Regions from separate parts of the Arachis hypogaea genome. Here region 2 is linked to region 1. Evidence: chromatin contacts called from public Hi-C data. All regions are on one chromosome and are shown on one strand. Each heading gives the region's core, a stretch centred on a gene start, on an enhancer-like site or on the middle of the called end of the contact. The rest is flanking DNA. Distances are from core to core; before and after follow the strand shown. Region 1 holds the start of LOC112748500 (UPF0481 protein At3g47200-like). Region 2 has its middle 11 kb from the start of LOC140179463.

Region 1 (7,844 bases), core at 245-2,744:
ACAACACGTTTTATTTTCGGAGCATAAAAAAAATTGGGTAAAATATATTTTTTGTCCCTAAAATTTGATAAAAATTTTAAAAATATCCCTAAATTTTATTTTGTTTTAATGTTGTCTTAAAAATTTTCGATTTGTATCAAATATACTTCGGACGGCTAATTTTTCAAAAAATTTAAGACCAATTCAACAACAATTTTATAAGAACAACCCTTAACACAAACAAATTAAGCATAGTTTTCATGCATTATTGTTACATTGGTCTTAATTTTTTTGAAAATTTAGTCGTTAAGGGTATATTTGATGCAAATCAAAAACTTTTGAGACAAAATTAAAACAAAATAAAACTTAAGGGTATTTTTAAAATTTTTGTCAAACTTTAGAAACAAAAATATACTTTACCCAAAAAAAATTTCATCATTTAAACTTTAGGTGGCCCATGATTAGTTTCTAGTGATAGATGATAACAAGCACACCAACTACTTTATTATTTCATGTCCCTTCTACACACATTTAATTTTCATCTGCCAATGTTAGCGTGAATAGATTATAGATGTTCTTAACATTTTGATGAGCCTAACATGAATATTTTAATTGCTTTAATAAAATACAGTCGCACATGTTTGACATCTCAACTGAATATATGCTTATTAAAGCGAAAAATCCTTATTATATAGTAATAAAATACAAGACGTTTACCAAATAATAAAAAAAAGAAACACATCTAATACTGGGAGTACAGATTAATTGCTCATATTTGGCATGGATAATTGTGCTCAAATTAAATTTGAAATCAAGTTTTAGCTGTAAAGACTAAAGAGCATCGATGGGGGGTCCATGTCTGCTAGCTGCACTTGAAGCACGAGGTAGGAACTCATGTCTGAAAAAAGAGATTCATTTAACTTTTGGAGTTAAAAGATTTAACCCTATACACAAAAATCATATGCATATTTTATTATTTTTCTCCCATTTTTTTTTATGTTTAAATGAATAGTTAAGTCACGCTACAAGTCATGATTAATGAAGCTAAGCCTAAATATCCAATGACTATGAATTTCTTTCACGTTTCTCCCACCATCAAATGTTAACGTTTCCGTTTGCCTCTTCCTCCCTTTACTTAATCCATACCACACTTGTGTTCTTTTTATATTAAATATTTAAATATAATAACAATTGGTCATCACGTGCATACGATTTCTGACCATTTTGAACATGTCGAAGCAACTTTAATTTTATCCATTCTGGTATGCTATACGATAGGAAATACGAATTATAATTGGAATAAACTTGGAACTATATCATGCTTGAAAGTTAAGTGTTATCAGAAAATTAACTATTAGAAAGGTAAAAGAAAATAACAGAGAAAATGTTTGTGTATATTCAAATTGTACAAGATGATACAATATACGAGGATATTTATAGTTAAATCGAAATAATAAAAATGTAATATCTTATAATAAATATTTAGATATATTAAATAATTCTATAAATACTAATTAAATAACATTAACTACTGCTATTTATTTGGGTTGAAAGGGGTCCCATATGAGCTGCACAATCAGTTCAGGTCAATTACATAAATCATGTTAACTTGTTAAGAAAGAAAAAAAAAAAAAAAAAGAAATGTTTGGTTTATCTCCTTTCACACCATAGTTTGATTTGAAATGCCTTCATTTTTATGATTCACAACTGAGTGTTCATCCAATCATCACAAAGTAAAGGAAGCATTGAAATTCACTATTAAAAAGAAAATGGTAGCTGTGTTCAACAAAGATCTCTTGAGCTGGTACCTAATCACCCTGAAGCTCAAAGAAACCTTAGAATCTGGAATTCCAGCTTCTCCTAATGAAGGTACCGGATCAACTGAGTTTCCAGAGCAGCACAAGCTTCAGCAGGAGGCTGCAGAACCATTGCAGATTGCCATCAATGAAGATGAAGAGAAGTCAGCAGAGTCTGAATGGGTGATCTCCATGAATGAAAAACTAGAACAGGCTAATCAAGACGATGCAGCGAGTTCATGGGCCAAACTATCAATATACAAAATCCCTCACTACATAAGAGATGGTGGCGATGACAAAGCTTTTGCACCACAAATTGTGTCATTAGGACCTTACCACCATGGCAAAAGGCGCCTTCGCCAAATGGACCGGCACAAATGGCGTTCCCTTAATCGTGTCCTTAAGCGTACCAAGCAGGACATTAGGCTTTATCTTGATTCAATGAAAGAGATAGAAGAGAAAGCGCGCGCCTGCTATGAAGGGCCAATCAGTTTGAGCAGCAATGAGTTTGTGGAGATGTTGGTTCTTGATGGTTGTTTTGTCCTTGAGCTATTTAGAGGAGCTACTGAAGGGTTCACACAACTCGGCTATTCTAGGAACGATCCGGTTTTCGCAATGCGTGGATCGATGCATTCCATTCAGAGAGACATGATCATGCTAGAAAATCAGCTTCCCTTGTTTGTGCTAGACCGCCTTGTAGGAATTCAACTAGGTAACCCTGACCTGAAAGGACTTGTTGCCAATCTAGCACTCAGATTCTTTGACCCTTTGATGCCAACAGATGAGCCATTAACAAAAAGTGACAGAAACAAATTGGAATCGTCGCTTAGAAGCACTGATACCTTTGATCCTTTATCTGATCAAGGTGGTCTTCACTGCCTTGATGTGTTCAGGAGAAGTCTCTTGCGCACAGGGCCTCAACCAGCACCAAGAATTTGGATCAAACGCAGGTCTAATAATAGAGTTGCTGACAAACGGCGCCAGCAACTGATACATTGTGTCACAGAGCTTAAGGAGGCTGGAATCACATTCAAGAAGAGGAAGACCGACCGCTTCTGGGACATCAAATTCAAGGATGGTATTCTGAGAATGCCACGGCTCTTGATCCACGATGGCACAAAGTCTTTGTTCCTCAACCTCATTGCTTTTGAGCAGTGCCATCTAGATTGTAGCAATGACATTACTTCTTATGTGATCTTCATGGACAACTTGATCAACTCTCCGGGGGACGTAGGGTACCTTCATTACTGTGGGATAATTGAGCACTGGCTTGGAAGTGATGCTGAAGTAGCCGACCTGTTTAATCGCTTATGCCAAGAGGTAGTATTTGACATCAATAACAGTTACCTTTCACCATTGTCAGAGGATGTGAATAGGTATTACAACCACAGATGGAACACTTGGTGTGCAAGCTTGAGACACAATTATTTCAGCAATCCCTGGGCCATTATTTCTTTGGTTGCTGCTGTTGTATTGTTGCTGCTCACCTTTGCACAAACATATTATACTATATATGGATATTACAGACCACCACAGTAAGTGTCATTGCAGGGTCTTACATTTTATGTTTATCAATTCATTTCTAGCATTGTCCCCATTTCTTAAGAGAGTGAGTATGTGTGTTGGGCCTCGAGACTAGCCTGGAAAACTGTGGAAGATTGAAATCTGATTGATTTGTGGCAGAGTGAGTATTTGTGTTTGGCTATTACAACCTCCATTTGTGATTATTCACATGCTTGGGAAACAATATTGGTTGAATACATCTTTTTTAGGTTTGGCAAGTTAGAAAACTTAGGCTTCATTTATGCTGTTTATAATAAAATGCGGGAAACAGATTACTCAGTTAGTCAGTTGCATCATATTTAAGGGTTCTTGAGAAGCAAATGAATAACAAAATACAACGTAAAATATATATCAGTATAACCCCATTGCAATTTGCAAATATAATAATGAGGGGATTCCTTGTCCACAAGCTTTGTGTCTGATTTTCGTTATTACACTATGAAAGGACTATCACTAAGGGGAAAGGAGAATGTAAAGGACTTCAAAAACCCCAAATATTCCCCAAAGCTAAAACATTACTGGGGCGTCAAAACTTCCAAAGATGTCCAAACAATTGCTCACTTGGAAGTAGAGCATCAAGATGCCAACATCAATGTCGGATTCTCAATGCAATCTTCTTCTACAATCACATCCTCAGATTGCTCAACCTGTTAAAATTTACTGCAGATGCTAACAAGCCACCAGCAAGGCTGCGACCTGAAGCCATTAAAGTTCAATCAAGCCGAAAATTTTAGTCCATTGAATGGCCTGCGCTTTCAGCCGATGCTTTCTTTCCATCATAGCGCTAACAATAGAAAGGACAAAAACACCATATTAGCTACAAAGATATAATCATACAATAGAAACACCACCTGATGTATGATTTATTAACCATAGTACCAGACAACATCTATGGAATGATGGTTATTTTGAATGAAAAAGAATATGAATCTACCTGTTTCCCAAATGAGAATGGCACATATTTGTATTTGATCATATGTGATATCTGTCTTCTCATGGTAAGTGTGAATAAGACTACCCAGTAGAAAAGGAGTATTGGCCAAAACACTGGAACATCAAACACACTAAAGAAAGTCATCACAAAGGCAATGCAAAATGCCTTCGTGATTGAATACCTGCCCACCAAGGAGAATTAACGAGCTTCAGTGAAAGCAAACAAAACAATTCTGAAGGTATAAATATGGAAGAAATAATTGCTTTCCTAAGTAAACATTGTGCTACTTACGCAACAAAAATACACAAGACCTCATCGGCAATATTTTCCATTTAAAATGTTACTTGCTTCATATAAAATGAATCATGCAATAGAACACGAATGCACCCTCCTTATTCGAAAATAGCATCTTAACGTTTCAGAGCTCATGCGTCATATCTGCATTTAGATTCTATACACGTTTGGAAAATTTCCATAATTTGTTTGAATATAAAACCTAAACTTCTCTGATAAAACTGAGATTTCGTGTCGTACATAAACCCAACAATTATAATATAATAGGATCATCAAACTCTGTTGCGAATTGCGATCATGACCTTGTCTACATTACAAAGATCGATCTCATATTGAATCACATTGATCGAATCAAATTCCAGGTAGTTAATTAGGAAACCCTAAGAATTAGAGAATCATGAAATTGAAACAGGAAAGAAAAGGAGGAAGGAGAGGGTACCAGAACTTGAACTCAGGGAGGCGGCGAACGAAGGGACGGAACTCATCGGAGCCCCTGGTGGGGAGAGTGGCACCGTCGTAGAGTTCCTGAATTCCGGGATCAACCTGAGGGGAAAGGAAGCCGATGAGGAGGTTGAGCATGTAGATTCCGAGGCCGTAGGAGACGACGTAGAAGCCTTGGATCAAGTATACGCGCAGAACGTAGATACAAGCGATGATCAAGGAACCAATCCAGCGGCGGAGCATGTGCGGCGTGGTCTTGTCGAGGAAATGTTGGTACTTCCTCGACACCGTGAATTTCCATCGCGATATGGCGCCATCCGGTGAGAAATAGTCAGCGGAGGTGTCGCCGGTTGATCCCACGTCCATTGGTGGGAAACGGTGGCAGTTGCGACGGGGGATTTGGAAAAATGATAGCGGATTTGTGTTCGGTGTGTGTCTCCGGCTTCCAGCGGCGATGCAGAATACAAGCTAGGAGGCCTCGGCTCTTTTTGCGCCTTAGCTTCACGTTTTGTTTTGTTTTTTATTGTTTATGGGGATTGGGGTGGGTGTGGGTCCGGTTCGGATCTTCAACCGGGTATTGCAAAATCCATCAACCATAGTACCAAACCACTCCTGTCCAAAAACAAAAAAAGCCCCAAACCACTAGTATAGTAGTATCCCATTTTTTTTTTCCTTTTTATTGATTATTATGGAGCTTGCTTGCTTAAAAGAATCGTTGTCTTTGCGTCTTTACAGTACTTAAAAGATTAGTTATTAAGCTTTCAGTTTGATAGATATTATGGTGCAAACAAAAAAAAATTAAGAATTTAATTTTGATGCTAAAATAATTTGTGTATGTCTAAAATGAGTACAATAATTATGTGTTTATTGGATATGTCATATTTATATAGACTATTAGATTATATTAGATGAAAATCAAAGGTTAATACAAAAGAAGAACATCGATGGACTCTAATAAATATAGAATATTCTAGTACATAATTAAATACTTTAAATGACAATACTTTAATACACAATATTTTAAATGGTAACAGAATTTTTTATTTTTAAATAATTAAATATAAAATATATAAATACAAAATATATAAATATTTTTTATTCATTAAGATTAATTATTATACAAGAAACTTTTATAATATCAAAAAATTATGTTAAAATGATATTTTAAATTGTAACATACAAATATAAAATGATTAAAATTTTATTTTATATTATTTGACAAATAATTAGATTATTATATTCAAAATTTATTAACTAACTACTTTTTTTAAAGATATTATTATATAATATAATTTTTTATCAAAATATTTTGAAAATATAATTTATATAAAATATTATATATAATACATGAAAATATTATTTTTTTTCAATTTTGTTTAGAAAAATAAAATAAATAATATAATTCTAAATATATGCCTATCGCATTATATATTTACTTATATTAGTAAGACTTAAACAAATTAAACTTACGTAATTAAAAATATAACATATATAAATATTTTTTATTCATTAAAATTAATTATTATGCAACAAATTTTTTATAATATTAAAAAATTATATTAAAATGATATTTTAAACTGTAATATAAAAATATAAAATAATTAAATTTTATTTTATATTACTTAATAAATAATTAGATTATTATATTCAATACTTAACTAACTATTTTTGTTAAAAATATTATTATATAATATATTTTTTTATCAAATATTTGTCTAAATATAATTTATTTAAAATAGTATATATAATACATAAAATATTATTTTTTATTTTTTTTAAAAAAATAAATAAATAATACGTATCAACTACATATATGTATCATATGTGTGTATGTAATAGTGATTGATATAGGATTGATATATATTCTTTTATTCTTTAATATATATGCCACTTCATGACTCTCTTCTCTAACCTTTCTTATTCATATTTATTTTGTTGTAATATTAAGTAAATAATAATTTAAAATTATTTTTTAAATTTAACATTTATAGTTTCATATATATAATATTTATAATAAGATCATTTTTTATTATGTTTTTTTTTTCTAGTTAAATTTTTATTCTCTAATTCGACAAGACTTTTATATATATATATATGAGAAATTGATGTACAAATGTCTTTCACAAAATATTTTTTATCATGTATAATTTATTAAAATTATATTTTGTTAAATCCAGGAGTAAAATATATAATTTTTTAGTTTTAATATAACAAATTTAATATGTTATTTGATTTCAATGTTACTATATTATTATAATTATTTAATATATAAAATTAATAGATAGTATATATATATCAAGAATATTATCACATATTTTATTATATAAAGGTAAAAATTTTTTGTTTCAAAAAATATATAATAGATAAATACAAAAAATATAAGTATTTTTTATTTATTAGGATTAATTATTATGCAAAAAAAATTTTATAATATTAAAATTATAATAAAATAATATTTTAAACTACAACATAAAAATATAAAATAATTAAAATTTATTTTATATTACTTTGACAAATAATTAGATTATTATATTTAAAATTTATTAACTAATTACAATGTTAAATATATTATTATATAATATAATTTTTTATCAAAATATTTATAAAAATAAAATTTATTTAAAATATTATATATAATACAAGAAAATATTAATTTTTTTATTTTTTTAAATTTTTATTGTGATATTACACGTTTATGGTTTCCACGTTTATTGTGATATATAATACATGAAAATATTACACATTTAATATTTTTAAAATTAATTTTGTCAAAATATTTTTTTAAATTATATATAATATATGAAAATATTATACATTTTTTTAAATATTGTATAATA
Region 2 (7,010 bases), core at 634-3,133, 50 kb before region 1:
CCCAATAAAATACAATTCTAACTGTTTTTCATCAAGAAAACTATTGTTCAGCTCTACCTGATTTTCCAAGTAATCCCAACCTTCTCTTCTCCCTGAGCTAGCTCCAAATCCTCGCAATGCTTAACTAGCTAGTTATCAATCTTTCCTCTTGATATGGCTGATGTAATAGTGACATCCACCATGTTTTTCCTTTTGTTCACTCTCTCTTTGGCTTTTGACCAATTGCATTGGCGAAGTGATGACCAAGCCATGGCTATCTACGAGGAGTGGCTGATCAAGCACCGAAAAACACATAATAGGTTGGGAGGAAAAGATGAAAGATTTAAAATTTTCAAGGATAACTTGAAATTCATTGATGAGCATCATGCTCAAAACCACACCTACAAACTAGCCTTAAAGTTTATTAGCTTTTGTCTTATCTTTAAAATTATACTATTAAAATATTCACACAAAAATATTGTTTAATTAATAATGTTTTAACTATGAAAAATATTAGGGCCAACATTTTTATTAATATTAACCAACATTTTAGATCAACATCTTACTTGTTGTTTTGAGGTGTACCTGAAACGAATTGTTCTGAGATGGTTTCTCATTGATTTCGAAATGGCAGGTGAGAGGTATTTGAAAGAGATTCTAATACTTAAATTAACCAGAGTTAAAACAAAATAAGTTGAATAGAATGAGAAATATGTGAACTATTCGGATGTTTATAAAGTAAAATGATAACTAGTCATTAGTAGATGTAATCTTCTCTTAAGATAGTGAATGGTTATTCTCTATATTGTGTGAAAGTCAACTTACGTTGAGGTGTTTATTCCTCTAAGGGTGATAATCGAAATAATGGAAAGAGCTGTTGATTGCTCCCCAAGTCAAGTCGGATCTAGCATCCTAGCTCTTGGCTAGTTAAGTTGGTTGACCTGCGCGCCTTTGGAACGTTTATTCTCAATTATGTGACTTTGGTCCTAACTAGAAGTGTTTATGAATCGGATCATATAAAAAATTTGTGGTATTTATCTGTACTTTAATAAAATTGGATCGCATATATCATATATGTATTTGGATATCTGATCCGCACATCTGTATCAGATAATAAATAAATAAATAATATATATTTTATTTTTATTAATAATTATTATTCATATATATGTTATATTATTTTATTTTTGTTATTTAAAAAAATTGGTTTACTAATATTTTAGGAGTAAAGAGGGTTAAAATAATGAATAAAAGTTTTTTTAGAGTAAAAAATAAGTTTTATTAACTTTTTATTATACAAATGTATGAATCAGATTTGAACATAAAAAATGCAAATAGTGGATATGATATGATGAATTTGGTATGTATCGAATCGAAATTTTCAAACACTCCTAATTCTATTCCACCCGGGGTTATAAGTCCACTTTTATGCCTTGGCCTTAGTCATTTTAGGTCATGATATAGACACTTTTATGCTATTAGGATTATATTTTAGAGTCTATAATTTATAATTTAGTACTAGAAAAATAGCAAATTTTATTGATCACTTAGTATTACTCTTTTACTATACATGTACTAATGATGGCCATCATGAAAAGATTGTTGGCTAATAAATTTTTGTATACAACATATATGTTGATTAAAATAATATTTTACTATTTATTTTATTACACGGGTGTTGGGCCGTAAGCTTCTTTGGGCCTTTTATGGGTTTTCAAACAGGAAGTTGTATTTTCTTAGCAATGGCAACAGTAAAAGCAATGAGGAAAGTCGTCACCAGTGAGCCTGTTTCTCTATCAAAGCTAGAACTTGTGGATTGCGACAGATCTCACAATGGTTGCAATGAAGGCCTTATGGTTATAGACAAAGCCTGAACTTTCATCATCCAAAATGGTGGCATCCACAGAGGATTACTACCCATACAAAGGCCTTAGGGCCCAATGTGGTCCTATCAGGGTCTGTAATCATAACTAAGCTTTGATTGAATCTCTAGTTACGTGATTAACATTAACTAATGTTGGTTTAAATGCAGAAGAGCCGTAAGGTGGTGAAAATTGATGGGTATGAGAATGTTACGTTGCCCATTTGATGAGAATACTCCCATGATTCGTCCAAAAAGTTTAAGCTTAGATTTTTTTTATTTACCTTTGGAGTTTATCAACGATTAAATTATAGATCTTTCGAAACATAGATCATTAATACTATGTCATAAAATTACTTGATATGGCTGTTACAAATTCGAAGATATAACTCGGTATCGTACATTATAGCTCGGCTTAATGAGTCATAACTCGTCCAAACGGTACAGCTCAGAGAAAAACGTTTGGCTGAACATCATAACGGCCGAATACAACATAATTGACTTTCAACATGAATAATTATCAGCAATGAAACGTTAGATACCTCTGGTAAGGTATTTTCGAAAGACACAAGAAATTGACAATACTAACTTAAACATTGGAGTGTCTTTTGCAGGTACACTTCCCCTCTTTTGTTCTCACTGCAACGTGAAACATTTCTAGACGGAAAGCTCGGACCTCCAAGCATAAAGCTCGGTGCGAAGGGTAACAGCTCGGCATTAGACTGCAAGGGATCGAGTTACATCCAAGTTCATCCACATAAGAACAATTGGCGCCCACCATGGAGCCGAAGACATAAATCCTTTATCCTTTTCTCGGCCTCAATACTTCAACATCCATGGCTGATTTGCCTCCACCAATGCCTTCCGAACTTCTTCGAATGGTAACTGAGCTGCAACAAGCAAATCAACGTATGGCGGAGGAAAATCAAAGGATGACGAACCAAATCGCCGAGTTAACTAATGCTCGGATTAAAAACAATGGTGATCATAATGAACGAACGGAGGAGGCAGAACACGAATCTGATCCATCACACGTCTCCAAGATTTCTCAGAATGAAGAAGCTCGGCCTTCCCGGAACGAAGAAGCTCCACCAGAGAATGAAGACATTGAGCCCGACAACTCTATAGGGCCATTCACGACCGACATTATGAATTTCCAAATGCCTAGGAGATTCACTTTGCCAACAACCTTAACCCCTTATGATGGGTTAGGAGATCCGAAAAATCACCTCAAAAAGTTCAGATCTATAATGATAGTAAACGGTGCCTCTGACCATGTTTTATGCCGTTGTTTTCCTTCCTTTTTAGACGGTCCTGCACTTGATTGGTTTTGTTCTTTACCTGCAGATTCTATTTCTCGTTTTAAGGAAAAAGCGAAGCTTTTTGAGGATCACTTTGTTTCCTCTGCTATCTACCTGCACGACTCCGACTACCTGAACACAATCAAACAAGGTCAGAATGAAAGTCTGAAGGACTACATTACTCGTTTTACAAAGGTGGCCATGAGCATACTAGATCTCCACCCCGAGGTGCATCTGCACGCCATCAAAAAGTGGACTCCGACTAGGCAAATTTCAAGAAGCAATTGCAGTTGTCAAACCAAAGTCCCTTGCCGAGTTCCGTGAAAAGGCAAAAAGTCAGATGGATATCGAGGAACTTCGACAAGCTCGGAAAGCAAAAAAGCCTCAGTATAAAGAAGAGGATAAAGCTCGGGACAGTAAGAAAAATTTTAACTAACTCCTCATTATGCATCATACACTACAAAAAAATTAGATTAAAATGGCATTAATTTTATGGCGGTTTTATAGAACAGCCATTTTTTTCGTTAATTTTGGCGGTTTTAGCTTGTGCCAGAATGTTTGTAATTTTGTGGCGGTTTTAGTTGATTGTGGCAATTTAAAACCGCCACTATCATTTTTCTTTTCTTTTTAACTCGCATGATGTATTGTGTGAATATATGAGAGACCGAGTGATTAGTGTGGTTTCTCGATAAAAAGTGAATGACGAACCCTAATCCCTGCCACTGTCATTCATCTCCTCGCTGCCATTCATCCACTCGTTGCAACTCATATCCTTGACGCTGCAAGAAACGTCATTGTTGTTGCCTTCAACGAGTTTTCAATTTGGTTCTCGTTCTGGCCTCAATCTGAAGGTTTGTTGCTGCCGCTTATTTCATTGCCATTGTTCATCTTCTCGTCCTTACTAATCTTCTCACCATATTAAGCAACATCGTATTGCTACCTTCAGTGAGGTTCTGGCTTCGATCTGAAGGTTAGTCACCGTCCCTCATTCCCTTGCCGCCTTTATTTATAACCTCGCCACTGTAAGCAATGCTGCTGTTGCTGCCTTTAGCGAGCCTCTGTAATTTTGTTCCGCCTTCATCTTCTTTTGATTTTTCCTTCCTCTTCATAATTTTAGATCTAGTTCATGATCTAGTAGAAAGAAACAGAGAATGCTTGTTTTTTTTTTTATATTATTGTGTATTTTTACTTTGATTGATCTTCTGCGTTGTTGTTGTTGTTGTTGACGAGGGTGCCAGAGGTGGTGGAATTTTACCACACGTTTATGAAGAGAGAACCATTGCAACTGTCTCGATGCGAATGCAGCTCAAATGGAATCGTGGAGGCAGTGCTGGCTCACTCTTCTCACTTGCTCATGGTAAGTGCTCTTTATTTTTTTTTTTCATTTTTTGCTAAATTTACAATTATGCCCTGTGATATTGTGAAAATCAACTAGTCATGTCAAGTTTTAATTTTGCAGTAAGGTGTTAGGGCTTTGATTCTTTGGTGCGGGAGTATGAGGCTAATGGATGAGGTTGAGAAGGATACTTAGTACAATTTTGAAGGGAGATATGATCTGGTGAGATTCATGAAGATAATACGAAAAGCTAGTCTTTACACTCAACTTCGCATTGGTCCTTATGTCTGTGTTGAATGGAACTTCGGGTATCTTCCATTTTCCATTACTACTTTTATAATTTTTAATTTAATTTTATTTATCATTTTTTTATTGTATAAAGAGGATTTCCTGTGTGGCTGAAGTTTTCAGGAATAAGCTTCAAAACAGACAATGAATCTTTCAAGGTGTGCCACATAATTAAATTCAACATCTTCTTTTCTTTTTCTGATTAATTGAACCGATTGAGAACTTGATTTGCAGAGAGCAATGCAAGAATTTACTATAAGATTGTGGGATTTATGAAGAGTGAGGGTCTCTTGGCTAGAATTGGTCTATCACGTAAGTTTTTCAACTTCCCACTACGTTATTGGGTTATAACTATTAGAAGGAGACTTATTTTTATTGATTATATAAACATTGCTCTGTTTATTGGTCTATCACATAATTTTTCCAACTTCCCACTACTACTTTTTATTGATTATATCACATAACTCTGTTTATAGGGTAGGTAAAGATCTCTTTGGGACTAAGGATTGGAATAGGTTACAGTGTATTTTTGTATAATAGTTGGAAAAATGTAAAAATCACTTTACTAGCTTAAGTGTTTTACTGCGAATGATGTTGTGCTAGACTCCTCAGTTATGAAATACAATCCCACAGATTGCCAGAGACCTTAACTTCTAAACAAGAACTTGATAAAGGGGAACATTCTTCTTTGTGGTTATTCTTTCAACTTTGTAGTTGGTTCTCCATCAATAAAAAAAGTTTCAAAAATAGCGAAGTCTCTTAGTGCAGCTGGATTTATTCTATGTGAAACTCTTTCTCCTGGAGCAAAATTTGATTCAGTCCCTATTGGCATTCCCAGTATTGTTATCGCAGATGTCAGCAAGTCAAAGGTATATGACTGCTACCCTTTTCCATCTATTTAAGTTATTCCATAGTCAGGTAGTTGCTATTATTGTTTCTATTACTTTTTTTATATGCTTCTAGCATTTTTGTTAATGATGGCAAAGTATGTGCTATTTATAATATCATTTTGTACTTGAAATCATCATTTTCAAGAACTAATAGATTATTATAAATTCTCCATTCCAAGAGACTAGACTGGAAGGGTGAACAGTTTCTTATTACAAACATTTAGTAATAATGCACTTATTGCACTCTATGTGTTTGTTATTTTGCTTCTGTTATTACAAGAAATTGTGATTTATGCTATTCTAATCTTAAAGTGTGCTGATAAAATTCAGCATCTGTTATGTTTTTATGCATATTTTTTTCATGTCTTGAGAGCTGTAAAATTTTTTCATATAATATGTTGGACCTGAACCTGAATACAAACAATACACATGAATATGCTAATGACTTGTATTTATAAAAATACTCCCAGGAGTATGTTAATCTGAGACAAGTTATCATACATCAAGAATGGGTTCATGCGATTGGTTTCAGACATTAATTTCGAGAAAATCGAAAGAAAGAAAACCGAAGAAAGGAAAGGAAAGGTACATTAATTTCTCAATTTGGTATTGTGTTTGTGTTTTAGCTTGTAAATACTAAATGGAGTATGTTAGAATGGCGCAGGGAAGTGAAAAAGCTTTGCTGTCACTTATAAACGAGGTATTAGATTAGGCAAAGATTGAAGCTGGTAAGCTGGAGCTTGAAGCTTCGCTGTTTGTCTTGTGTGCTGGTTTGGATGATATATTATCATTATTTTCAAAAAAGTCTCAAGAAAAAGGAATAAAGGTGATACATATATTATATGCTATGTTTTATCATGGTAGAAATTTTTCACAATCATTTAGATATTAATGTAAAAATAGGTATCCAAAAAATGGGTTACGATTTTTTATTATCGTGAAATTTTAAACAAAAAATTATTTGTTTAACAAGTAAAAACCGGCGGTTAAAACTATCTTTCTAAACGATAAAAAATGTCACTTTTATCTGGTAAAAATGGCGGCTTGTAAATGCCATTTTATATAACATAAAACGCCATTTTAACATGGTAAAAACGGTGATTTCAAACGCCATTTTAACCAATAAAAATGCCACTGTCAGGGTAAAAATGGCGGTTCAAAATGCCGTTTTAACCAACCAAAAACGTCACTCTGCCAAGGTAAAAATGGCTGTTCATAAATGCCATTTTTACCCTGAAAATAACGGCGGTTTGAACCGCTGTTTTAACCAACCAAAAAATGCCGTTTTATTTGAAAATAATAGTGTTTAAACTGCCGTTTTAACCTATCTAAAAACTGCTGTTTTAACCTAGGAA

The links. Hi-C and Micro-C count contacts between places; a contact is called where the count stands out from the background.
Region 2: a contact with region 1 is called in a Hi-C map of an unstated tissue, with 2.3 times the contacts expected there. The contact joins the enhancer-like site here to the promoter of LOC112748500 in region 1. A contact is called at or near these places in 3 of 8 Hi-C or Micro-C datasets (leaf and an unstated tissue).

The regions. Positions count from the first base shown.
Region 1 is chr15:7,725,706-7,733,549 of arahy.Tifrunner.gnm2.J5K5, reverse strand. It overlaps LOC112748500 (UPF0481 protein At3g47200-like), which reads left to right and starts at 1,494. Exons shown (of 1, transcript XM_025796736.3): 1 at 1,494-3,621. The coding sequence starts at 1,749. The coding sequence ends at 3,314. It overlaps LOC112748501 (protein RER1A), which reads right to left and starts at 5,511. Exons shown (of 3, transcript XM_025796737.3): 1 at 5,006-5,511; 2 at 4,273-4,453; 3 at 3,660-4,122. The coding sequence starts at 5,373. The coding sequence ends at 4,069.
Region 2 is chr15:7,777,079-7,784,088 of arahy.Tifrunner.gnm2.J5K5, reverse strand. No RefSeq gene overlaps it. Among protein-coding and RNA genes, the nearest start is that of LOC140179463, 11 kb to the right of the region's middle. Within about 2 kb of position 1,883, at least 3 of the 3 cell types and tissues checked have open chromatin away from gene starts, as enhancers often do.